4 separate regions of the Gossypium hirsutum genome follow, and regions 2, 3 and 4 are each linked to region 1. Evidence: chromatin contacts called from public Hi-C data. All regions are on one chromosome and are shown on one strand. Each heading gives the region's core, a stretch centred on a gene start, on an enhancer-like site or on the middle of the called end of the contact. The rest is flanking DNA. Distances are from core to core; before and after follow the strand shown.

The links. A called contact is a pair of places that touch in the nucleus more often than the background predicts.
Region 2: a Hi-C map of leaf shows a contact between it and region 1, with 3 times the contacts expected there. The contact joins the enhancer-like site here to the promoter of LOC107910325 in region 1. A contact is called at or near these places in 18 of 34 Hi-C or Micro-C datasets (callus, cotyledon, fibers and 3 more).
Region 3: a contact with region 1 is called in a Hi-C map of leaf, with 5 times the contacts expected there. The contact joins the promoter of LOC107910327 here to the promoter of LOC107910325 in region 1. A contact is called at or near these places in 17 of 34 Hi-C or Micro-C datasets (anther, callus, hypocotyl and 3 more).
Region 4: a Hi-C map of leaf shows a contact between it and region 1, with 3 times the contacts expected there. The contact joins the promoter of LOC107910319 here to the promoter of LOC107910325 in region 1. A contact is called at or near these places in 2 of 34 Hi-C or Micro-C datasets (both in leaf).

What each region holds. Positions count from the first base shown.
Region 1 is chrD02:16,872,029-16,878,352 of Gossypium_hirsutum_v2.1, reverse strand. LOC107910325 (growth-regulating factor 6) reads right to left here and starts at 1,831. Exons shown (of 7, transcript XM_016838141.2): 1 at 1,094-1,831; 2 at 878-984; 3 at 434-784. The coding sequence starts at 491.
Region 2 is chrD02:16,718,041-16,724,026 of Gossypium_hirsutum_v2.1, reverse strand. No RefSeq gene overlaps it. Among protein-coding and RNA genes, the nearest start is that of LOC121214645, 26 kb to the right of the region's middle. Within about 2 kb of position 2,131, at least 7 of the 9 cell types and tissues checked have an H3K27ac peak or open chromatin away from gene starts, as enhancers often do. A contact at or near this core is called in cotyledon, fibers and leaf, where this site is marked.
Region 3 is chrD02:16,666,767-16,672,798 of Gossypium_hirsutum_v2.1, reverse strand. It overlaps LOC107910327, which reads right to left and starts at 1,705. Exons shown (of 3, transcript XM_016838148.2): 1 at 1,256-1,705; 2 at 1,103-1,189; 3 at 1-4. The coding sequence starts at 1,705. It also overlaps the pseudogene LOC107910328.
Region 4 is chrD02:17,075,733-17,082,351 of Gossypium_hirsutum_v2.1, reverse strand. LOC107910319 (protein SOB FIVE-LIKE 5) reads left to right here and starts at 3,926. Exons shown (of 4, transcript XM_016838135.2): 1 at 3,926-4,590; 2 at 4,680-4,751; 3 at 4,846-4,917; 4 at 5,025-5,298. The coding sequence starts at 4,198. The coding sequence ends at 5,042.

The DNA of each region.
Region 1 (6,324 bases), core at 582-3,081:
GAATTCATTGGTGTCAATGGAAATATTTGTGACGATCAAAAGTAGAAGATGGTTTGGGCTTTAGAGATATGGCTAAATTTAATGTCTCACTATTAGCCAAACAGGGATGGAGAATCTTGAACAATCTAGATTCCTTATTAGCTCAAGTTTTAAAAGCAAAATATTTCCCAAATGTTAATTTCTTAGACTTACGATTGGGGAACAATGCTTCGTATACATGAAAAAGTATTTGGGCTACAAAGGGCACTCTAGAGGAAGGTCTGTGTTGGAAAGTGGGAAAGGGAACACATATTTCAGTTAGCAATGACTTTTGGATCCCAGATGTGAAAAAGAGCAGGTTATTAGCTTTAAATACAAATTTGAATGATTTTAAAGTTGCCGATTTAATTAATCAAAGTAACAGAACATGGAAAAAAGAGTTGATAATTTCTACCTTTCCAGAGGATGTAGCTGAGAAGATTATTGGCATCCCATTGGCAGAAAAACCTCATGATGATTTTCGGGTTTGGAGTGTAGAGGCGTCGGGCGAATTCACAGTGCGAAGAGCCTATAAACTATTACAGAGTATTGAAGATGATCCTAGAGCTTACGCTTTACAAGATGACTATAAGGAATTTTACAAAAAATTATGGCTCCTGAACCTTCCTTCAAAAATCAAAATTACAATTTGGAAGATATCATGGAATTTCCTAGCTATACGAGTTAATATGCTTCAAAAAAAGCTAACAAACATAACAATATGTCCACGCTGTGGAGTTGGATCAGAGAACATGGACCATCTTTTCTGTGAATGCCCTATTTCAATTTCAGTATGGAGGGAATTACCATGCAAAGTTTTTTTGCAAGAAAGTCAGTTGGAGTTTATACAGTGGCTAACCTGGGTATTTGCGAAGAACTCAGCATCACAATGTAGGATATTCTACTGTGCATTATGGGCAATTTGGGGAGATAGAAATGACTGAGTGCACAAAAAAGTGAGTAAATCTGGAAAAGCATTAGGCATATTTGTTAATAGCTATATATCAGAGTTGAACGAGATCGACAAAAAAGAAGTCACAATCTTCTATAATTATTAGAAAGTGGAGGAAGCCACCTGACCAGTTCATGAAGATCAACTTTGATGCAGCCTACGATGGAAAGTATAATCAAGCGACTGTGGGGATTGTGGCTAGAGACAATGAAGGCAAGGTTCTTTTATCATGCTCGAAGATCTATCAACAAGTGACATCAGCCTTTGCGGCCGAGGCGCTCGCGTGCCGGAAAGTGACCAAAATCGACATAGAAAGGAAATGGGAAAAAATCATTATCGAAGGAGACTCATTACCGATAATAAAAAAGTGCAAGTCAAGTATCCCAGATAAATCACAGGTATGTGCTTACATTAGCGATATTCATAAGCTACTATCAAAACTCAATGAATGCAGATTTGAATATGTCCCAAGAACAGTTAACAGTCTTGCGCATACGGTAGCAAAAGAAACGATGAAGGATAAAGTAACAGTGTACCTTGGTTGGGGGAGTCCCTGAATATGCAGAAGATCAAGAAGAAAGGGATAGAGAGGGAGAGTCGGATTGATCAGGAAGGTAGAAGATGAAATGGGGTAATCTAAATGAGGGCTGGTAAGGAAAAGTTGAAATTAATGTTCTCTCAGGAGTGTGTATGCATCTTGAAGAAGAAAAGGAAGCTGAAGTGACAAGGCGATGAAAAGTCATTTTGTTGATTGGGCAAAAACAACAGTAGCATTAATGGATTCCATAAACTTCCATCTCTGCTTTTTATGCTGTCCTTAGGTTGAATTAAGATCTGTTTTGACGTCCATAGTATTATTATTGCTTTGTTTATTCTGAAGCTGGGCCAAAACTTACAATCGGGTCTGGTCTTATATAGGCAATTTGTTTTGTATTTTTGAATTTATTAATAAAGCCCAATCTGCAGTTATTTTCAAAAAAAAATTATATATTTAATAGGACTATTTTCATAGTTTAAATCCAAACACTATTCATATTATTTTAATATTATTATTACTATATCAAATAAATCTTAATTCAATTGACATGATATTATTGGCAATGTAGGAGGATGTGAGTTCGAGTGCATTGCAGCCTATTATCCTCCTATTTATAGGTTGAAAAGTGATTATAAGTAATTGTAGATATTATGTGAAAAAATAGTAGATATAATAATAAAATTACACTAATCAATTTAATTATTTTTAAATATTCTTATCTTGCAACTAAAAAAAACCTAATTGGTTGCCTTGCCTTGCCTTGCAAAGTCTGCTAGCTAACGGTTTCTTTTTATTAATAATATATTTTTATTCTTATCTCAAAGTTAAGCTTAAAAGAAGACCAAGAGAAGTGGTGAGCTCCATGAAGTCATGTGACAAGGATGCATTGTCACGTGACAGACACCAAAGAGGAAAATCTACTCTTTCCGAAACCCCCTTTAATTTATAACAATCTCTCTCATGGAAATGCTTGAAATCAAACACCAATCCATAGATTTTCTATTTTTAAATGGTAATTATTTGAATTCTTTTTTTAATTTAAATTTATATTATCTTCTAAATATTTCAAAAAAATTACTTAATCAATTCACATATTTAACACATTCAAATACCAAATGAATAATGTTATTTTATTTATTTCCTATTCAAATAAATTTTCTTTTGAATTTGAATTAAAAAAACCAATATCTAACCATTTGTGAATGTTGATTTAAGTATAAATAAGTTATTCTTTTGAAAGTTATTATGTTTAAAATAAGATAAGGATTAAAATTAGTGTATTAAAAATGTATTATTTCAATAATATTGTAAGTTGGTAAAAGAAATATGTTTTCAAGTATTTTTTAGAAGGAAAAAGTTAAAAATTAAGAGAAAAAAAAATTTAATTTATCATTCTCTTATTGAAAAGGAATAAGGATAATATGAAATTACAGTTTCATACCATTCATTCTTAACAAATAAATAACTTTCTCTCCTTACGTAAACTCAATACTAAATAACATTCATTAAGGCATATTCCTAGGTCTTATTCTTCCTAGGACAACTTCAAATTCATTGTCTTCAATAATTTTTGAGCAAAACTTTTGCTGCTTCATTCAATTTTATTCATACTTCACAAGTACTTGTAGTTGCAAATGTAATTATAGGAGATCTGGTTGAAAAACATATTCGAAATTATGATTTTTTTTAAAAAAAAAGGTTTTTATGGCCTTAAAAATATCCAATCATCGATAATTTTCTCAACATTAAACTTTTCGTATCAAATTTCTATAATTTTTTCTTTGAATATATAACGTTTCAAGGTTTAAAATTTGCCCAGGATATAGTTAGCAGCCTTTGTGAAATGTGCAATTCCCCCATCTCTTGTTTTTCTTGATATTTTATTATAAAAGAAAATTTTAAATAAGTTTTGCAATGATACTAACTATTATTAATTCATTGACTCATTAGTCCGTCGAGTCTTGACCCGTCCTCTGTATGGGTTCGCACATGCATAGTGCTCGCACATGGGCGAGTACTAGATGAGGACGCGTAATATGGGTTTGCCTTTCAGTGACGGAGCCAAAAATATTTTGGGGGGACCGGAATTAAGTAATATATTTTTACAATAGTAAAAATGTAATTTCACCATTTTAATAGACTATATCTTTATAATTTTTAAATGATTAAATCAAATTTTTATTATTTTGGGGGACAAAGTGCATTTTTACCAGTACTAATTTAAATTTTTATAAATTATAAAGGGTCTAAATAAAAAATTTTCCATTTTAAGGAGGGTCGGAGCCCTTGCCTGCCCCTCTTAGCTCCACTACTACATCACATGGTGCAAACCCACTTTAAGTATACACATATTAACCCTAAGGTAGGGTACTTGTTATCATGCATGGAAACCTATCTAGTATATCACATCTATGAACAATGATCATATCATATAAATATACAGAGTTAACCCATTTGAGGAGACACATGGAGAAACACTCAACAATTTGGTGCGACAATTGTTATGATACTAACTATTATCAACCTACTAACCCACTAGTCCTTCGGGTCCTAACCTACATTTTGTATGGGTTCGCACTAGATGAGGACGCACAATATGGGTTTGCCTACACATGGTGTGAACCCACTTTAAGTATACACATGTTAACTCTAAGGTAGAATACGTGTCATCATGCATGGAAACCTACCTAGTATGCAACATCTATGAACAATGATCGTATCATAGAAATACACAGAGTTAACCCATTTGAGGGGACACACGGAAAAACACTCAATAAGTTTAAAAGATTCAGTAGTTTAATTACGTAAATTAATGAAAATATAAAATAATAATATCCAAATATGTTATTGTATATTTATACCAATTTTTTAAAGGAAATTATTTGGTAAATTGTGAGTAGAGTTTTTAAACTCTACAAATAGAGTCAGAAAGTTGACAAGTGTCCTATAATAGTATAATAAAAAATTAAAAATATAAATATTTTATAAAAAGCACATAACAATTTTTAAAATTGCTTGTAAAATAAATATATATATACCACTATTGTACTAAATATTAGTCCATTTTTTTATCTCGAGTTAATTTGATTCATATACACTTTATTTTTTATTCTTGTGTCGGATGCATAACACGATTCAAATCTTTCTTTTTCTAATGAAAGAAAGTTCTACGAAGATAAATAAAGAATTAATCATTCAAATGAAAAAGAAAATAGAAAGAAGTAAAAAGAAAATAATGGTGCAGGGAAATATTACGCAAGAAAGACGGGGAAGTATCGAAGAGAAAAAAGATAATAACAAAAGTTGGTAAAACGATTGATATAACATAAAAGTAGGAGATGGTAAGGATGGTTCACATTCAGTGGGATGGATATTATAAAGGTGGTTCGTATTCAGAGAGCGGTAGATAGTTGTTGTTATGATGGTTATTCACATCAAGGGCGACGTGAAAGACCGTTACTTGTGAAAGATGCGAAGTTGGTTTAATAGAACTCGGATAAAATAAGTTCAAGTATTTGGATTTATCTTACCTCTCGTTCAAGAGGTATTTATAGCGAGAAAGAAAGAATAATTTGTTAGGATTTGGTATTTTAAGTGTAGTTTATTTGTCATTTGTATTTGTAATTTTTTAAATAAATTGATTTAAATAAAATTTTACTGTTCATATTAATATCGTTTGTATTTATCCTTAACGGTTTTTGCATGCATAATAAAATGTAAGCAAAAATTGGCTCAATGATTTCTTAATGTTTAACTAAGGTTAAGTTGCATTATGTGGTCAGATCATAATGTAAGAAGACAACTTGTATTAGTAGAAAATCTAAAAGGTCATGAATTGAAATTAAGCAAATCGATTAAAAGACTATGATGTAGTGTATCAAGTGCAAAAGAGAAATACCTTGTCTTGGGATAGAAGTGATTGACTCCTCAAAGATTATAATGCAATAAGACAACTTGTATTAGTAGAAAGCCTTAAAGGTCCATAGTTTGATGAATTGAAATTAAGCAAATTGATTAAAGGACTATTATGTAGTGTATCAAGTCCAAAAGGGAAATACCTTATCTTGGAATCGAAGCGATTGACTCCCCAAAAATAGAGACATAAATGTGATTGTCTAGATTAAAATTATATCGAACAAGACCCAAGTCGAATTAATCCTAGATCCATTTATGAATTAATTCTTTTGTGATGTTCATAGTATAACTTACCTTAATCTTGAGTAAATGACTGACTATGTGCATGTGACTCGTATACTTTAATCTATTGAAAGCTTGAGTTCAAATAACTAGAGAACCAAAAGTTGGTAGATTGGGTATGCAACTTTTTCTTGACATAGTTTCGTTTACAATAGTGAAATTTATAACCCAATAAAGGGTAAATGATATCCTTTCATTAGCATTACATAATAGATAAAAAAGTAACATGACCACGGGTCCTTTTTCTAGGATAAATTATTTAATCACTATTTGTTAGTAATTGATTTTTTTCATGAGGGAAGATGTAATGGTTACCATGATATAAAATTAGATCATATTGGGTGAATGAATTTAACCAAAAAGATAAAGGATATCATATGAGGGTAACACACTTATGACAAGGTCATTGGACAAACATCTAAGAAGTTAATTTTATAATGATATATAATAAGGGAGAGTTCAATCATTGTACTTTAGTAAAATGACTCCATGATTAAATAATGTTGTAATTAATAGACGAAGAGTCAGAACTTAATTACAAATTATTTGAGCCCTAATTATATGTGTCCAATCAATTCCTCTGCTAGCTCGACATAACTCAAAACGAATTGCATGCATA
Region 2 (5,986 bases), core at 882-3,381, 150 kb after region 1:
TCATTGATATTCTTGCTTTGTTTTTTATATATTAATTTTAATTATGAACGAAATAAACTTTTTTACTTAATTATATTTTATTTATCTAAAATAAATAAGTTCGTATGAAGTTCTGAATGTAAAACTAATTCTTTTAATTTATTATTTTAAAATTAAAAAACCAATAATACATTATTAAAGAAACATGATTAAACATTGTAACAAAAATTTATCCACTTTCATTGGGTGAGAGAAGTTGATTTAAAGTTAAGTTTACAAAATTTAATAAAATAAAATAATGCCGAAAATATATTAATGAACATAAAATCATAGCTTCTAAAATTAAAGTGATGAAAATTATAATATTCAATATAAGAGAAGGGATTGTATGGAACTGTGGTTCTACGTTATTCTTATCCCTTTCAAATAGGAGAATGACAAATCAAATTTTTCCTCTTGATTTTCAGCCTTTTCTTCCTGAAAAATTCAAATCCAACTGAAAATGTTAAAAATTAGAAAGAAAAAATTTGATTTATCATTCTTCTATTAGAAAAGAATAAAAAAGACATAAAATTACAGGTTCATACAATCTTTTCTCTCAATATAAAAGTAAATTAGAAGATTAATTAGTACTATATGTGCAAGTTCCGTATGTTGGAATTTGTCTTCCCTTTTTATTATTGTCCTTTTATACATGTTCTGTGTTGGGATCTTAGGTGTTTTTTTTCTCAAGTTTTATCTCATATTCAAGCATTTTCTTGCTGGACACCATATTTTTACCAGATAGTTTGTATATTGATATTGATCTAATATGGAAACCTATATACCGATAAGTGTAATAAAGGGAATAAGATATACAAAATTCTTCATGAGAGACATTCAGTAATTTGTAGGACAAAATTTTCATAAGGACGGGAGGGTTATACTGTCCCGTAAATTACGATATTACACGTGACATAATTTCGAGTTCGAATATTAAAAAAATTATTATCAGGGGTGAGTAAAACTCAATTCGGTTTGAAAAAATTAATTTTTTTTTATTTTTGAGTTAATCGAATCGAGTTATCCATTTTTTTCAAATCAACTCGAATAAGTAATTTGAGTTTAGTTGAATTTTACAATTTAAATAACTCGAATAATTCAAATAACTCAAATAACATATTGGTATAAATACCATTTTGGTCCCAATCAATTTTGAAAATGAGCAAATTGGTCTCTCTCAACAATAACTACAAAATAATTCAAAATAATTTTAAAATTTAAAATATTTATAAAATTTCCAAAATTTATATTTAAAAAAAGATATAAAAATAAAAAATTCTAAAGAATATATAAAAAGTTAATTTTTCTAAAACAATAATTTTGGGACCTAAGTAAATAAATTAAAATTTTAAGTTTATCATACTAAAATATCTTCTTTTTTTTCTTATTTTGCTTTGAAAGAGTTTTCAAATATATATGACTTCAAATTTATGTGCTCTAACATGAAATTAGTTATTTTGTGTAATAAGATTTTAATTTGGCATGTTTAACTCGAACAATTTTACTCTATCCGATTCGACTCGAACTTCATTTCACCCGATTCAAAAATTTTCAAGTGGAGTTAGGATGATAAAATAGGACTCTTCAACTCAATTAACTTAAAATTTTTTCGCTCGATTCAATCAAACGTTCACCCCTAATTATGAGAAGAATTTAAGGAATGAATCAAATAAGAAATTTTATTGAAGGAATATGATATTGGAGAAGGAATTACATGAAAAGAAATATAAAAGTGAAAGTATGACAAAATGACCGAATCACAAATTTTGGAAAGTTTGAGCACTAAAGTGCAATTTGACCAAAATGTTAAAAATGTGAGTTGTTATTGATTATTTAAGAATAAGTTATATGCAATGGTATGATGGAAATCAATTTTGAGACTAAATAGGGAAAATTTGAAAGTAGAAGGATTAAATTGTAAATTTTCCACTGCAGAAACTGTTAAAAGGGCAAAGATGGGCAACGGTAATTTAATTAATTCTTGAGACTTTTATGATATTTAATTATGATATTTGATATTCAAAAGTATTTTGAATCGTTGAAACCTAGTATTGAAGAAAATTGACATCGAAAGATTGGGCTTAAACCTTGGGCCCATTTGTTAATCTTAAATGGGGAAAGAACCCCCCATCAACTTCATTTTCCTTCTTCTCTAACAGGCAGCAACCTCCCATGGTTGACCACCTTCTTTTTTATTTTCTTTGTCTTTTTCTCCATTTTCTCAAAAAAATTGTCACCTTCCACCTTGAGGTTTTGTCAAAATCTCCATGGAAACCACTTTCTAAGCTCAATTCCTTCAATTTCAATATAGGGTTTATGGATTCTAAAGATACAAATACCGATCATATAAATTCATTTATTCATCAAATTTTACTTTCCAAAGATGAATACCTAATTTATACTTGCGCCATGAAATTATAAACTATGATAGTCATTTAAAAGGAGATAAGATTACTATGTGACCTTTTCTATGGTTCTACTAATACAAATTTTGTAACGATGACAAAATAATTGTCAAGTTTTCCTTGAATGGTATATGAAATTTTACAACATTGTCACCTCAGTATCCATTATCCACCGTTAATTGTAAATTAAATGAAAAAGCAATTGTGATATACTAATAAAATATAATTAAAACATGGTGTTTGCAAAAGTATACATATATAGAGAGATTAACCAAAGCAAAATTAACATTCTGCCATCATGAATCATGAAAAAAAGGAGCTTCTAGCAATTTAAAAGGAAACCTACCATCTTCGAGGAATCTCCCTGAGTGGGATTGTTGAATGTTCCCATTAGATGAAATGCAACAAATCAATATCTATTCAACTGAAAAGGCTTCAAATTTCTTTTAATCACACTTCACCACTCACCTCTACATTCATTCAACAATGGACAAATTCTACATAACATAACTGCATAATCCACATAAAACCTGACCACAATTTGCAGATGTTGAACAAGATAACAATGTTATGTATTATGACAAATGTAAATTTTTGTTCTTTTCTAACTAGTACCAAAATGCTGTTTGCAGTAGACAACTTAAGGACAAAGCTAACAACAATCATAAGAAATTAAAATTTTGAGTTAATCTAAACTAACCAATGACGAAAATGAGGTCTAAATGCAGACCCACTGGTCAACTCAGGAACTAGCCAGTACACTGATTCGGAGAACCGCTATTGAATTGCCAACCCCGAAACGTATACAACGGTAAGCGGGTTTATATGATTTTTGCTCCAATTTTTTTCGACCAACCAACCAACCCAAAGAAAAAAATTTAACACCTAACCCAAAATAAGTTGTGATTCTTCATTTCTCTTTCTCCTATTTTCTTAGATTATCGTTATCCTTTCCCTTTTCAACCCAAGAGACCATCATTTTTTTCTTCTTGACGCAAACTCTCAATGGAAGATTGATTGGATAACGAGAGTGACCCAAAAATAAGGGAGAGGGGAAGAGAAATGAAGAAAAGAAATTAAAAATTAAAAAAATGGAGATAAAAAGAAAAGAGTAAACAGGGATATGATAGAACAGATCAACAAAAAGTAAAGAAAGAAGTGGGAAAATTAGAAAAATATATATATAAAGGAGAGAGGAAGAGAAAGATAGAAATTGATAATTTTAAACTGGGTTGGAACTTGGAAAATTAAAGGAGATTGATTGATATGTATGGGAGCTTGAGAAATTAAAGAATATATTGTAGACATTGAATTCTGTTCTGGGATCATAATTTAGATTCAGGCTTCGAATTGGCTATTTGGACTAGATTTTCTTGATATGATTATTTTAATTTTAAAGTTAAACTGTTGTCCATTTAATTTTAAAATTAAGGGGCACCTTTATTTTTTTTTTAATTTCGAAATTTAAGTTAATGTGAGTTAGGATTCACAATTAAATTAAAAATTAATTTTACTTAAATAATAATAATTAATTTGAGATTTTCAACATGAGGTGGGTGGATATTTGGATGGTCTGTTATTGAAAAATAATAATAAATCAAAATTTTGTTCAAAATTAAATTTTATTTTGATAAAATTAATAATAAAAAGAAAAGAGAAGAAAGAAAAATAATATTGCTTTTGGGTTTGTAAATACTTTATTAGGCTTAACTTTGAAAAAAAAAAGTTAAATCCAAAAGCCCAATTAGTTTATTTTTCAAATCCCAATTTGATCTTGTTTTAAAAAATCCTAATCAAATTTCATTTTTTTAAAGCTTAATTGTAGTAAAATTGTTTTCTTTTTAAAGAAACTCGGTTTAAGGGCTAAGTCAATTTGCAACCCAATCTTTTAAAGAGCTGTAACAATTTGATTTTTGTTGGTGTCAAAAAATATCGTTTCAGAATCTCATTTCTGTAAACTGAGTTCCTAAGAATAAGATAAGAAAATTTACGAAGTTAATATGAAAATATATTAAAGACAAATTAAGTAATTTAACCATGAAATTCTTTGATTAAAGATCGGGGACTAAATTGTAAAAATCTAAGCACTATTGAATTTTAATTTAAAAATATTTGAAGACCTAATTGGAAATTATCCAAAGGGTTAAAACGGTAAATAAATTATTATTTTTCTATGAGAAAGTGGGAGGAGATGGTGATAGACATTTAAATGTTATAAATGTAATTAAAAGGATGTAAACATTAGATAGTGGAATTAAGCATAATTAATTAAGATTGATTAACTTTAATCCTAGTATATAAGCAAGTGAAGAATTAAAACCATCATCATCTTTTCCTCATTTCTGTCTCCCGTCTAGTGAAAGAAGAAATCTTTGTTTTCTGTTTCTATTTCGATTCCAAATTATACCAAGGTATTCATGTTTTTCTTATAATTTCTTATGGAATTTGAATCATGGAAGCTTAAAGTGTAACTGATGAATTTAAGCTTGAAATTAATACATAAGTAATTGTTAAGTTTGGAATTAGTTGAAATTGTAATAGAAGATAGTGAGATTAGATTAGAATTGAAAGTTTAGTTAATTTTGACAGAACTAAATTGAGTAAATAGAAAGTTGTCATGAAATTATGCTATAGATAAAAAAGTATATGATCCCTAATTAAAGGATGTGGAATTAGATTTTGTTTCGATGTTAGATATCGAAAATTATGAGTATTTCGAACATAGGGACTAAAATGAATAAAATGAATAAAATGAAAAATATGTTGATTATGCATTTGAATATGATTTCGATGTCAACTAATATTGTTTTTATAATTTAATTATCGAATGTAGCTAAAGACGATGCCGGGCCATATCAAGAGAAAGGAAATATGAGAGTTGGAGATGAATAACGAAATATGGTTTGTACTTCTATGATTTGAGTTCAATATATATATACACAAATGATTGTTACAAGCTAGCTTATGTGAGGTAAGTGTTCTACTTGTGTAACACCCTTAACCCGTATCTGTCACTGGAATAGGGTTACGGAGTATTACCATAAAAATGTAACTTAAAACATTCAATTACAAAACATTTCATAAATCAATACATAATTCATTCAAACACATGTTTATTATCCCTTATTCAAGCCCTCGAGGCTTTAGAAACACTTTAGAATTGATTACGAACTAAATCAGAAACATTTAGAATTTTATAGAAAAAGATAGAAAATTTCATACTGTAGGGGTCACACAGCCGTGTAGCTAGGCCGTGTGACTAATACGGCTGAGATACACGCCTATGTCTCAGGCCGTGTAGACATTCGAAGTAGGGACACACGGCCGTGTCCCAGCCCGTGTTCGTGCCTGTGTAACTTTCTGACTTGGGTCACACGGCCAAGCCACACGCCCCTGTGTTAGGCCGTGAAACTGTCTAACTTGCAACCCTTTGAAACCTATAGGGGACACAGCCGTGTCGCATGGCCATGTCGCATAGCCGTTTGTCACACACGGTTGAGACACACGCCCCTGTCTTAGGCCGTGTGGACAAGAAATAGGCCATTTTCAAGCCATTTCTT
Region 3 (6,032 bases), core at 456-2,955, 210 kb after region 1:
GTTCCTGTAATAAGAAACATAGATCATCCTTTTCAAAAAGGTATTTCCTGGATCAGGCACATAGATGAATGATTAATTGATCCTTCCCCATAACAACATGCATTACATTATGAGAAAATATTCTTGTTAGCCTATGAATAAAGCCAACAAAGGTGCATAGAAGGGGCACAGACTGAGGACGAAGTGAAAAATTTATCACTTGTCAACATCAAGAATTCAGCATCTTTCCTTAATCAATTTTATCACTGGTAGGCTATTAATTTTAGGTTATAAGCAGTATAGCCAAAACTTCAGTGGCTTCTACACTGATTGAATAAGTTCTTCAAACAAACATACAATGGGCAAAGGTTCCAATGGATATTAACAACTAGAGAATACTAGAGTTGCCTTGTTGTTCCTTAAGGAATATGATAGTGTTGCCCAGTCAAAACGCAATTAGCCAAGAATCAGAAACAAGGAAAACTAGAGACGGATTAGGATCACCTATCAACAACATAAAACATTCAATAGAAACAAAACAATAAGACTAGCATCAGAAAGCTACAAATTCAGTGAGACAACAATGAAGCTTCAGAACAATATAAAGTGACCATTGATCAGCTATCAACTATGAAAACAATGAGTTCAGGAAAAGAAAGAAAGAACACTTGTGGTCCTGACTCCTGAAACTAAGTTTTCGTCAAGTAATTTCCCCTGCAAACACCATTTTGGGGAACCATGCAAAGAGGTGTGCTCAATCAAAATAAGCAAAAGGAAAATGGAAACGAACTTCGTAACATGAAAATGAAAGAGATTCTGTCAATGGAAACTAAGTTCCACCTAAAATGTACAGAATTGAACTTCCAACAGGCTCCACAAGAAAAAATATCAACATCTTAAATAGCAAAAGTTAACTAGTTCTAAGCCTAACCGATACCATCTGTAATAAGCTAAGTACTTTTTAAATATTTCTTATTAAACTGCCATTATACTAACTTGAAAACTACTAGCATATTTTAATTGCACAATATTGATCAACATCATCAAGACAAAATACAAGTAAGGATCATGCCAAAAGAACTACAATAATAACTCAAATAGAATAGAAAGGAACCTCACCAACCTTAGATTTGCTCTGTAGTTTTTCCACAAATAACAAGTATTGTTTTAACGAATAATCTTTGGAGCTTCCAAGCGCAGCCACCATAGCCTTGAATATAAATTAAAAGTCATATCAAATAAAAAACCAATAAAGAAAGATTGGAGAGGCAGTTACCTCGTCGGACATAAATGGCGCCGTTTCAGGAGCGTAGGCGGCGAGAACAGCGGAGGCAGTAGCGGGGCCGACTCCTTTCAAAACCGTAAGCTGGGAGATGGCTTTGGAGATGTCGGGAAGGGAGAGGAAAGCCTTTTGAGAAACGGATTGGACAGAAGAGTCGTCCAAAGAGGAAACAAAGTTTAACAAACGAGGCCTCAATTTGCCGCGAGTGAGCTTCCACTGCATGAGGCGGGAGAGTTCGGCGGTGGTAATGAAAGGGTTAGGGTTTCGTTGGCGGAGAAGAGAGGGAAGATCGTGGGTGTAAAATTCGTCAAGAGAAATCAAATTAGGCTTGTTTAGAGATTGGATTCGAGATTTGTAGGAGGAGAGAGCTTCTTTCCAAATGCTCAAATCAGTGCACTCAAAATCCAGTTCCTTTGGGGAAATATTTCCTATCAACTTAGGCAGTTAATCCCTCCATTTAGTCGAATCAGGTCTTGACAATCCAATTTTAGAATTCAGAAATAATTTTTGCATGTTACAGTAAATTTTGATGCATAAATATATTTATTTTTTCAAAATAAATATTATTTTAATTATTTAATTTTACGTCATGTTTTCGTCCCCTATTTATAAAATACTCATATTACACCATGTTTAGTTGGGTGTATTGGCTAATCGGTGGGTCCCGCTTAATCCCTCTCTATTCCTATGTTTGGTTCATGGTATTGCTAATACCATTGTAATCGGTTACTGATTTAATCGGTGGATTTCACCGATTTGTAATCCTTCCATTTTGCCCAGATTAGGCGCCGCATAGGTTTACCATCCCTGTTATACCCTCTCATCTGCTTCCCCTTTGTTTCTCTTCTGTTCCTTCTAGCCTCTGCCGATTTGCTCCCTCCGTTTCTTTTCTTTTCTTTTCTGCCCTCTGTTTATTTTCTTTTCTTTTCTACCGATTTGCTCCCTTTGTTTCTTCTCATTTTCTTTTTTGCCGATTTCTGAGTTAGTGCAACTGAAAGGTAGGTTTCTAACTCTCTGTTAACCTTGTTACTGTCTTTTATTTTTTCTGCATGTAAGCAGATTCGAAACATGTTAAATCTGCTGTCTATAAACTTTAGCCTTTATTCTTAACTGCTTTGAGTGGATTAAACATTTTTTGTTTGGTTTAAGATTGATTCGTATCGATTTGTTCTGTAATTATCGATCTTTGATATTCATTCATGGATGATTTAAAAATGTTCCTTCTAACTTACTGGTTGCATTTATGGGTCTCCCTCTTTCATGGTTCTGTTTGGTGTTGCAAATTTTAATGCATTACCTGTGCTCTGTGAATTTTTGTTTTCCATTTTGTTATTTATGTAATGGGAAATTTGAGGAAAGTGAATTGGGGCTTCCCATACTGAAAAGGGGCATACATGGTCAATCAACTGCCAATTTTTCTTTTTATGACAGTTCTTTTTCCCTTTCTTTTCTTTCCTCTTTGTATGGGATTCACAACATTTGTTGGTGGTAAAATGTGGTTACATGGTCTTACAAATATGTTACTAGTAATTCATTTTGAAATTAATGTGCACAAGAAGATTAATGCTTGTTTGTCTTTCCTATCAACTACCAATTTCTTTTTTATCCATACTCTTGACCATGGCATTGGGCCGTACTTCTTGTTGCAAGGATGCTGGAAGGCTGAATTGTGGCTATAAATTGTTTTGGTCACCCCAGTGAGTGGTGAAGCTAGTTAACGAGTCTTTAGTTAACAGTAACATTACTATCTGTCGGTGAAAGGATTATGTGGAAGAGTATGGTCTTGTACACATGCACACTAATTTAAGATTTTAGTTTCAATTAAGTTATCTAGGTGATGGATATTTTTATCTGCTTTCATGCTTGAAAGAATGCTGATATATGGTATTGTGTTTAATTTATTTATTTTATCATGTAGCTAAGGAATCTATTGTGGGCTACATCAAAGCACGATGTGTACCTCATGCAAAACTACTCGGTAATGCATTGGTCATCACTACTACGCAAGGGCAAAGAAGTGTTGAATGTGGCTAAGCCAATTGTTCCCAACCTGGTTAGTGAATATGGCCATGATTAATTTAATTTGACTTCTGCTGCTTTGTTTGAAGAGCAGTTGAGATAAACTTTGTATTTTGATATGTTTGTAGAAACGACAATCTCAGCAACTCTCTAGGGTGCAGATTAGCACCATGGCAGTTAAAGAAAATTTAATGGTGGCTGGTGGTTTTCTGGGGGAGCTTATTTGCAAGGTATCTGTTTGCTTGTTTGACAAATGTTTATGGGATAAAATATTATGTTTGCAATTTGGCTCATGCTATTGAGAGTATTTTTCTGCTTGGGCAGTATATAAATCAACCGGGGGTGACATTCTCCACAAAAGTAACCACTGATGATAATGCAATCACTAATGCGGTGGATGTGTATCTCAATCCTAGGTGAGAAATATTTTGATCCTTTTTGAGCAGTCTAACAAAGAGAAATATTTTGGTTATCTTGAGCAATATATTACTTTGACTACATTTTAAAATAAAACTGAATCTTCTTTATTTCTGCAGTGGTGCAATGAGAGTTATGGCTACAAATAACGATGCTCAAATCAGAGTTTTTGATGCCGAAACTTTTTCAACCTTCAACCGGTTCTCATTCGACAGGTCTGTAAATTTAAGTGCTAGTCTTCAAATGCTTGCTGTAGAATTCCATTTTTCGGGTGTTTTTCTTACTTTTATGGTTGTCTTCTCTTAACAGAATACCTCTGTTAGTCCAGACGGGAAGTTGCTTGCAGTTCTTGGAGACAGTACCGACTGCCTAATTGCCGATGCTCAGTCTGGCAAAGTATGTCACTCTTGCTGGACATCCAAATAAATGGTGCGTTTTGAGGTTTAAATCTTGTTGATGTCTAATTTATTTTGTACAATGCTGCAGGTCACTGGCACCCTAGAGGGACATTTGGACTATTCTTTTGCTTCATCTTGGCACCCTGATTGGAACATTCTTGCTACTGGGAATCAGGACACAACTTGCAGATTGTGGGATGTAAGAAAACCATCCCAGTCCCTAGCTGTATTGAAGGGAAGAATGGGAGCAATTAGAGCTCTCAAGTTCACATCAGATGGTCGATTTCTTGCCATGGCTGAGCCAGCTAACTTCGTTCATGTCTTCGACACCAAGTCCGGGTATGTGAAGTGCCAGGAAATTGACTTTTTTGGTGAGGTTGCTGGAATATCCTTTAGCCCAGATACAGAATCGCTCTTCGTTGGTGTTGTTGATCGCACTTATGGCAGCTTGTTAGAGTTCAACCGCAGGCGACATAACTAGTATTTGTATTCCATATTGTAAAACCTAAGGTGAAGCCAATATCTATAGAGACGAATGATTGTGAATATTTAAGGGATGGGTTAAAAATCGCCTGGGATGATTGGGTTCTATTATATAACTTTTCGAGCTAGAGTATAAATTTAACTGCTTTGAGTGGATTAAACATGTTTTGTTTGGTTTAAGATTGATTCGTATCGATTTGTTCTGTAATTATCGATCTTTGATATTCATTCATGGATGATTTAATAAATTGCATGTGGTTGTTAACATTTCATGTTAGAATTGTGGTAATTTTTTCTGTAATCTGCTGTTTAAAAGCTTCAGCCTTTGTTCTTGATTGCTTTGACTTTGATATAACGTATTTTGGTTTAAGATTTCCTTATATCAATTTATTGGGTAATTTTCAAGCTTTGATAGTGATTTGTTGGTAATTTTCGAGCTCTGATATTCGTTCAAGACTGAATTAGTAAAATCCATGCGTTTGATTTGGTAATGTTTTCTATAGTCTGCTGTTTAAAAGCTTCAGCCTTCATTCTTGACTTGCTTTGACCCGATAAAACTTTTTTGATTTTGGTTTAAGATTGGCTTGTATTGATTCATGGGGTAGTTTTTGAGCTTCGATATTTCATTCACGAGTGACATTGTAAATTCCATATGAATAAGAGAGTTGCGATTGGAAGTTCTTTTAAATGTTTTCCACCTTCTGCAGTTTGAAAGCTTCTGTTTTTATTTTCATTTTGTTGATCTGATCAACATGTTTGATTTTATTCTATGGTCAATTGATATTGGTTCCTTATATGGCCCTTGTTTGATATTGGTTCCTTATTAATTATAATATATTTAATAATAATTATATTTAAATATGATTAAATTATTTATTATTGATATTAATAATCTTATTAAAATTTAAATAACAATAACAATAATAATTTACCAAAACAAATTTTTGCTAATTATTAAGAATTTTATTAAATTATATATTTTAATTAAAATATATTTAATAATAATTATGTTTAAATATGATTAAAATATTTATTATTGATAATAATAATCTTATTAAAATTTAAATAACAATAACAATAATCATTTACCAAAACAAATTTATGCTAAGGGTATTCTAGTTATTTTAGTTTTTTCCATTATGCTATTACACCTCTATTCCATTCAACCAAACACAAGATTATTATTACGCCTCTATTCCATTACATTCAACCAAACAGTTGATTTGCTATTACACCTCTAATCCAATACACCTCTAATCCAATACACTTCTAATCCAATACACCTCTAATCCAATACAGCGAACCAAACGCACCCTTATTTCTATATCATACTCTTGTTATATCCATATGTTAAGTGTATTATATAATTTTCACATCTTAAAAATTTCTGGTACATTGTGTATATGTGTTGTGTTTATGTTATTTTCTATTGTATTTTATTTTATATAATTTAT
Region 4 (6,619 bases), core at 2,677-5,176, 200 kb before region 1:
AATGGGAAGAAATTGAAAGACATCGCACAATTATTGGTACCCCGTAGCAGAATGGTGTTACTAAAAGGATGAACAAAACTTTACTCGAAAAAGCCCGATGTATGCTTTCCAAAGTAGGTTTAGAAAAGGATTTTTGGGCAGAAGCCGTTAACTGGGCAAGTTATTTGGTGAACCGACCTTCATATTAAGCATTGAACGAAAAAGTTCCTAAAGAGATATGGTCCGGTAATCCTCCAAATTACTCTAACCTTAGAGTATTCGATTATCTTGCATATTCACGAGTTAGTCAGGGAAAGCTTGAACCAAGGGCTGTAAGATGTATTTTTTTGGGATTTGTTGCTAGTGTTAAAGGCTTTAAGTTATGGTGTACAGAAATAATCAAAACGATTGTGAGTAGGAATATTATGTTTGATGAAACTAAGATGTTTCATCTAGGAAAGGAGTCATTTGTTCTTAGCGTCAAAACAAAATAGAGTCACCCAAGCAAAGGTGGAGCCGGAGTTAAAAATAGACGGTGACATCACAACGTCACAGACAGTGACGATGTGATGAATAGACTCGACGTCAAGATGAGGGATTTCGTGATGTTGCAAGGTCACGATGAAATCACGATATAAGCGAGGCAAAAACTGTTTCAGAACTGCAGAAGGGTACTGAAGTCACTTTAGATCAATTAGAGGCTCCACTTGACTCTCAAACTCCTACACCTCAACTACAAAATTATAAGTTATCCCGCGATAGAAAAAAGAGAAATTAAGCCACCATAGAAATACTGTCACGAAAATTTAGTGGCATACACTCTAAGTTTTGTGGAGAGCATTGATTCAATCGATCCCTCAAATTACTCTAAGATAGTTTAGGCTCCTAATTCGAGCAAGTGGCTTTTCGTAATAGAAGAGGAGATGGAATCTCTTCAAAAGAACGAGATTTAAAAACTCATGAAACAACCCACTGAAAAGAAGCTAGTTGGTTACAAGTGGATGTTGAAACAGAAGGAAGGATCAAAACCCAGATAAAACTAGATATAAAGCAAGGTTGGTAACAAATGGCTACAATCAACTGGAGGGAGTTTATTTTCAAGATGTATTCTATCCTGTTTTGAAGCATATGTCCATTTAGACATTGTTAGTTGTTGTTTCATTACACAACCTTGAATTAGAGTAGTTAAATGTGAAAACTGCATTCCTTCATGACGACCTAGAGGAAAATATTTATATGCAACAACCTGAAGGCTTCAGGATCGAAAGCAAGGAAGACCATGTCTGCCTTTTAAAAAAAATCTTTGTACGGCCTGAAGTAGTCTTCTCGACAATGGTATAAGAAGTTTGATTCATTTATGTCAAGCATTGGTTTTGTATGAAGTAAGTATGGTAGTTGTGTATACTTGCATCGTCTTGATAATGGATCATTCATGTACTTGCTGCTCTATGTCGATGATATGTTAATTGCGACTAAGGATTCATTTGAAATTAATCAATTAAAAATTATGCTTAATTTTAAGTTCGAGATGAAGGATCTTAGTGTAGCTAAGAAAATTCTAAGAATAGAAATTTCCAAAGATAGACACTTCGGGAGGATATTCCTGTCATAGAAAATGTACATCGAAAGGATCCTCGAGTGGTTCGAAATGAAAAATTCGAAACCAATTAGTACTCCTTTAGTTGCACATTTCAGACTTTCAACTTCAGAATCACCACAAACCAAAAATGAAGAAAAGTATATATCCTCGGTTCCTTATTCTAGTGCAGTCGGAAGCTTAATGTATGCAATGGTTTGCACTCGTCTTGATATTTCACATGTTAGTTTTGTAAGTAGATACATGGCTAGACTCGGTAAACTACACTGGCAATCAGTTAAGTGGATTCTCAAATATTTGAAGGGGACATCAAATGCTCATTTAAGGTTCAGAATAAGTTCAAAGGTTCTAGTGGGCTTCGTAGACTCAGATTATGCAAGCAATCTAGACAAAATTAGATCCCTCACGAGTTATCTGTTTATTTTTGGCAAATGCACCATTAGGTGGAAAGTCATGCTTCAAGCCATTGTGGCTTTATTGACTACCAAAGCTTAATATATGACAATCATAGAAGCTGTGAAATAAACCATTTGGTTGAGAGGTCTATTTGGGGAGCTAGTTAATAAACATGATGCGACTATTGTACATTACGATAGTCAAAGTGTCATATATCTCACTAAGGATCAGATGCATCCATAAGAACAAAACACATAGACATTTGGTATCACTTTGTTCAAGAGGTGGTTGCTCAAGGAGATGTTCATATTCACAAAATTGGCACAGAAAATAATCCAACCGATATGATGGCCAAAAGCCTTCCAGTTTCAAGTTCAAACATTGTTTGGCCAACATCCTGCAAATATCGAGTTAGGCCCAGATAGGACTCGACAAAGAAGGCGTTGGGAAAATATGAATCAAGATAGAGATTTATGGAGTGTGCCTCACATTTTGGAAAAAAAGAGTCGACATCGTGACAAGGAAGAGTCGATGTCCTGACGACGCGACACACGATGTCTCGACGAGAAAAAACAGACGACGCAACATGTGACATCCCGACAAGTCGATAAATGACGTCACGACGTGACGATGTGTTCCCTACTAAAGTACGTGTCTTCTCCTAGTTAAACTCAGCTATCTTTTCTTAGACAAACTCTAATAACTCTAGGGATATTTTCATCATATTAGCCTATGAATTTCAGCCTATAAATAGGGCTTTTAGCAACCCTAGAGAGATTGATTCGACAACACAACAAAAGAGAGTGTAAGGGAATTTTGTGTTTTAGCCAAAGAGCTTTGTATTTTTTGGGATTTAGGGGCTTGTTTTGTTTTTTTTTCCGTCTTGTATTATTCTTTGGCTATTTGTCGTTTTAGTGAAGCTTTCTTTGCCCGTGTTTTTTTTATCCTTTTGAGAAGAGTTTTTCCATGAAAATATTTGTGTCCAATTTTCTCTATTCGTTCTTATTTGTTGTTCAATTCGAATTTATTCCCAACATAATTGTTTCGACAACGAATATGATATCTCACATTTTAAATTTGACGACCAGATCAAGTGTTACAGAGTAAACTATACAATATTACATATGTAAGGGGAGAAATCCATCAATTTACACTATATTAAATTTTTGGGCTTAATTTTTGTATACACAAGTTCATCCTTTTAATTAACTTTTACAAATCTATGAATTGTTATGGCTATAAACAAAATTCTAGAAATTTGACAAAATAACGTGAGATAAGAGGAATACTTATATTTTAGATGCCGTATGTTATGCAACGATCCAACATTCATGGGGTCACTCACTCAAGACCCCACTACCATTTAATGCATTCCAACGGCGGCACAGGAAAAAATAAATAGATGGATAATCTGTTGTAATGACCCAGAAAGAAAACAGGGAAATTATAAGTTTACAATAACGTCTCAGTTAATACCCCATAATGAGTCTACGACAACTCAGCAAAGGAACATGCATGTCCGTTTCACATTTGGTTTAAACATAGATTTGAAGAATTGTCTTTAGTTAAATTTTGAATGAAAAGGGCATCTTGCATTATTTAATTTCATTAGACTCTTGTAATCTGATAATTTGCAAATTGTTTGTTCATTTTAATTAATTATAAAATATATGGTATGATAAAATTCCTTTAATTAAAGTCGAATTATAATTAATTATTTAAAATTTTAAAAAATACCCTCAATTTAAGATGTCTTAATTTCAAAAAATACAATCTCATCCATCATTTCCAAGTTCCAAATATAAACATTTGAAAGACATGTCGGAAAAGACAAAGATATAGAGGGCATTAAATGAGCAGTAAAATACATTCACTTTTTATTGAAAGGACAGCACCATTGTTGTACAGGCTGCTGTATTATTACATTTATATACATGAATTGATAATCGGTTCCCTATCAGCACTGTTCACCAATTTCTCTCTCTCTCTCTCTCTCTCTCTCTCTCTCACTCAGAGCCAACTGGCTAATTTGATTGATTCATTTAAGGTAAAAACAAATGGCGAAAGGCTTGAAGAGATGAGAAAAGTAGTCTAGGATTTGAGTGTGATTCTTTTGGTCTTATCCTGCAATACCCTCTTTGTATTCTATTTATATACGTAACAGCTTCAAGAATTTGCTTATATGTCAAAACTGTAAACCCAAGAGGGAAAAAAAAGTGTTTATAATGAATTTATCAGCTTCACAATGTGGTAGTGGTTGTGAATCTGGTTGGACTTTCTACTTAGGTCAATCCTCTTACTCTCAAACCCGGTGTCAAAATTTTGGCGGCAACTTTGATGAGGTTTATGGGGTGAAAGGAGCTAGATTCGGGGTTGAAGATGAAGAGGAGGGTTTATCCATGGTGTCTGATGCATCTTCTGGTCCAAGACATTATTACTGCCAAGATTATGTGGAATGCCTCGATGAAAATAGAAGCTTTTGTTCTCATCCTGTAAATCCTGAACCAGCTAACAAAACCAGCAAAAACAAAAAGAAGATGAAAGAACATTGTAGCAATAATCAACAACATTCTTATCTTGATGACACTGCCAGCTCTCCTGTAACAAGCTTTTCCGAGGTAAGTTCCACTATATTCTAATTGTTCTTGTTCGGTTGGTTTGTAACAAAAACAAGAGTAACAATGGATGTTTTCTGGTGTTTTTACAGAAGAACATCAACAAAGATGCTTCAATGGAGTTGTTGGACTTTTCACAAGGCTTTTCGGGTACACATTTTAAGGTACTAAATATATACTATATCCTTCTTTAAAGCAGTTAGTCTTCCATTATTATTATATATAAACTTAACCATGCCACCTGTGAGATACTTTCAGGGCAAATCATCATCATTCCAGAAAAAACTTGGTTTCCTAAAAACTGGAAAAGCAGGTTCGAAAAACCTGCAGGTTAGTCATCGATTTCAACTTTCTCCTCGACATTCTTAAAAATAAAAAAGAGAAATTTGATGGTTAGATAAGCTGTAGTTTGATAAAAAGAATTTGGTGGTTTCCAGGGAAGAAGCAAGGAATGACAAAAGGGTAAATGGTAACAGCTTTTGTCTCTACTAATGCAGCTGTTCTGGAGAGAGAAATGGGAGGAATGTTGTAGAAGAAGAAAAACAAAACAAAAAGGCCTTAGATCTCAAAGGGATTTTGTTCCTTCCTTTTTACTCTTGTTTTTTATTCTCCGAGTCTACTCTCTTTTTTTTTTTAATTTCTTTCTGTCAATGCAGTGGGAAACAACCTGAGAACATTAAAATAAATTAAAATTTCGATGTCATTGGTATATATGAAATTGCAGGTTTTCTCCAGTTTATTTTGCTGACACTATGCGTAGACAATGTAGAATCTGGTTCTATTAGCATAGAAACTATGTTTTTCAGGTTTATCCACTTGAGAGTGTAGGGTTTAAAACTAGTAATACCCTTGAAAGAATGTTGTGCCGACCATAGTTTATTTCCCCCTTGAGGACTTGAAAATTTTGTATGCTCAGCCACAAATAAATTAGCTTGTTTAAATTTCAACAGTCAGAAAGACTAGTCCCCATCTTTTGGCAGAATGATTAAAAAAAAAAAAGGCTTGTATAGGTTTAAAACTTGAAAACAAGAAACAAAATTAACCTTGGGATCTTCATTTTAACCAGAAAAAGATAAAACAAGAAAAAGAAGTGTTAAAAATAGCAGTGGTCCTTGGATGGACAGAGTGTCTCTGTATTTTCCATTAATCAGGCGAGTACCTTTGTAGCCCATTTGTGCACATCCAGCCAACCCATTATAAAAGCACTACTTGATGGGTCGGATTTCTGTAGCCCATTTGTGCACATCCAGCCAACCCATTATAAAAGCACTATTTGAGCATTAATGTCCAAACAACCCAATCAAATATTTACAATTATTCGAATATTACTCTCTTTCCATCGCTAATCAAATTGCGGTATTAATGAGAGTGGAAAAAGTAGAGAGGAGTGATGTTGAGGAAAGTAGGTTCACCCAAGATAGAGAGCCAAAAACGTAGGAGAATAAAGAGGAGAAGGATGACTTACCAAAAGATCCAACCGGGTTATTAAGGACGGACACTTCCTCTCGTAATGTACGAGGCATGTGCATAGTTGATGAGTGACTATCCAAATGGTGTAAGGCGGATAATTGTTTGCGAGTCTCTCCAGTTGATTCTTGTGTTACCACATATCCCAGTCGGAGTAAGGTATAAGACCCACCTAACATAAAAGCTAGGCAGGGCTAGTAAATTTGGTAACCTATGCTTAACCAGATACAAAACAGATATATAGTTTGGATGAAAGTCAGCTTCATTGTCCATAAAAAAAAAAAGTCCCAAAAAGCACCATCTCTATCACCCATCTCTGATAGCTACCCACCAAAAATGTGATACATGCAAAAACAGTGACTGCAATTATTGAGGTTGGTTTTGGGTAATGAGTTTCCCTTTAAGATCATTAAGTGAAGGTGTTTTTCCAGGCCATCCTGAGAATTAGGCAAACCATATCTTGGATAGGGACATGGATCATAGGAAAAGGACAATACTTCCCCCTCTTTGTCCTCTAATCTTTCTTTCTTGTCCATTTCTGAACTATGACAAATTAGTATCTTAG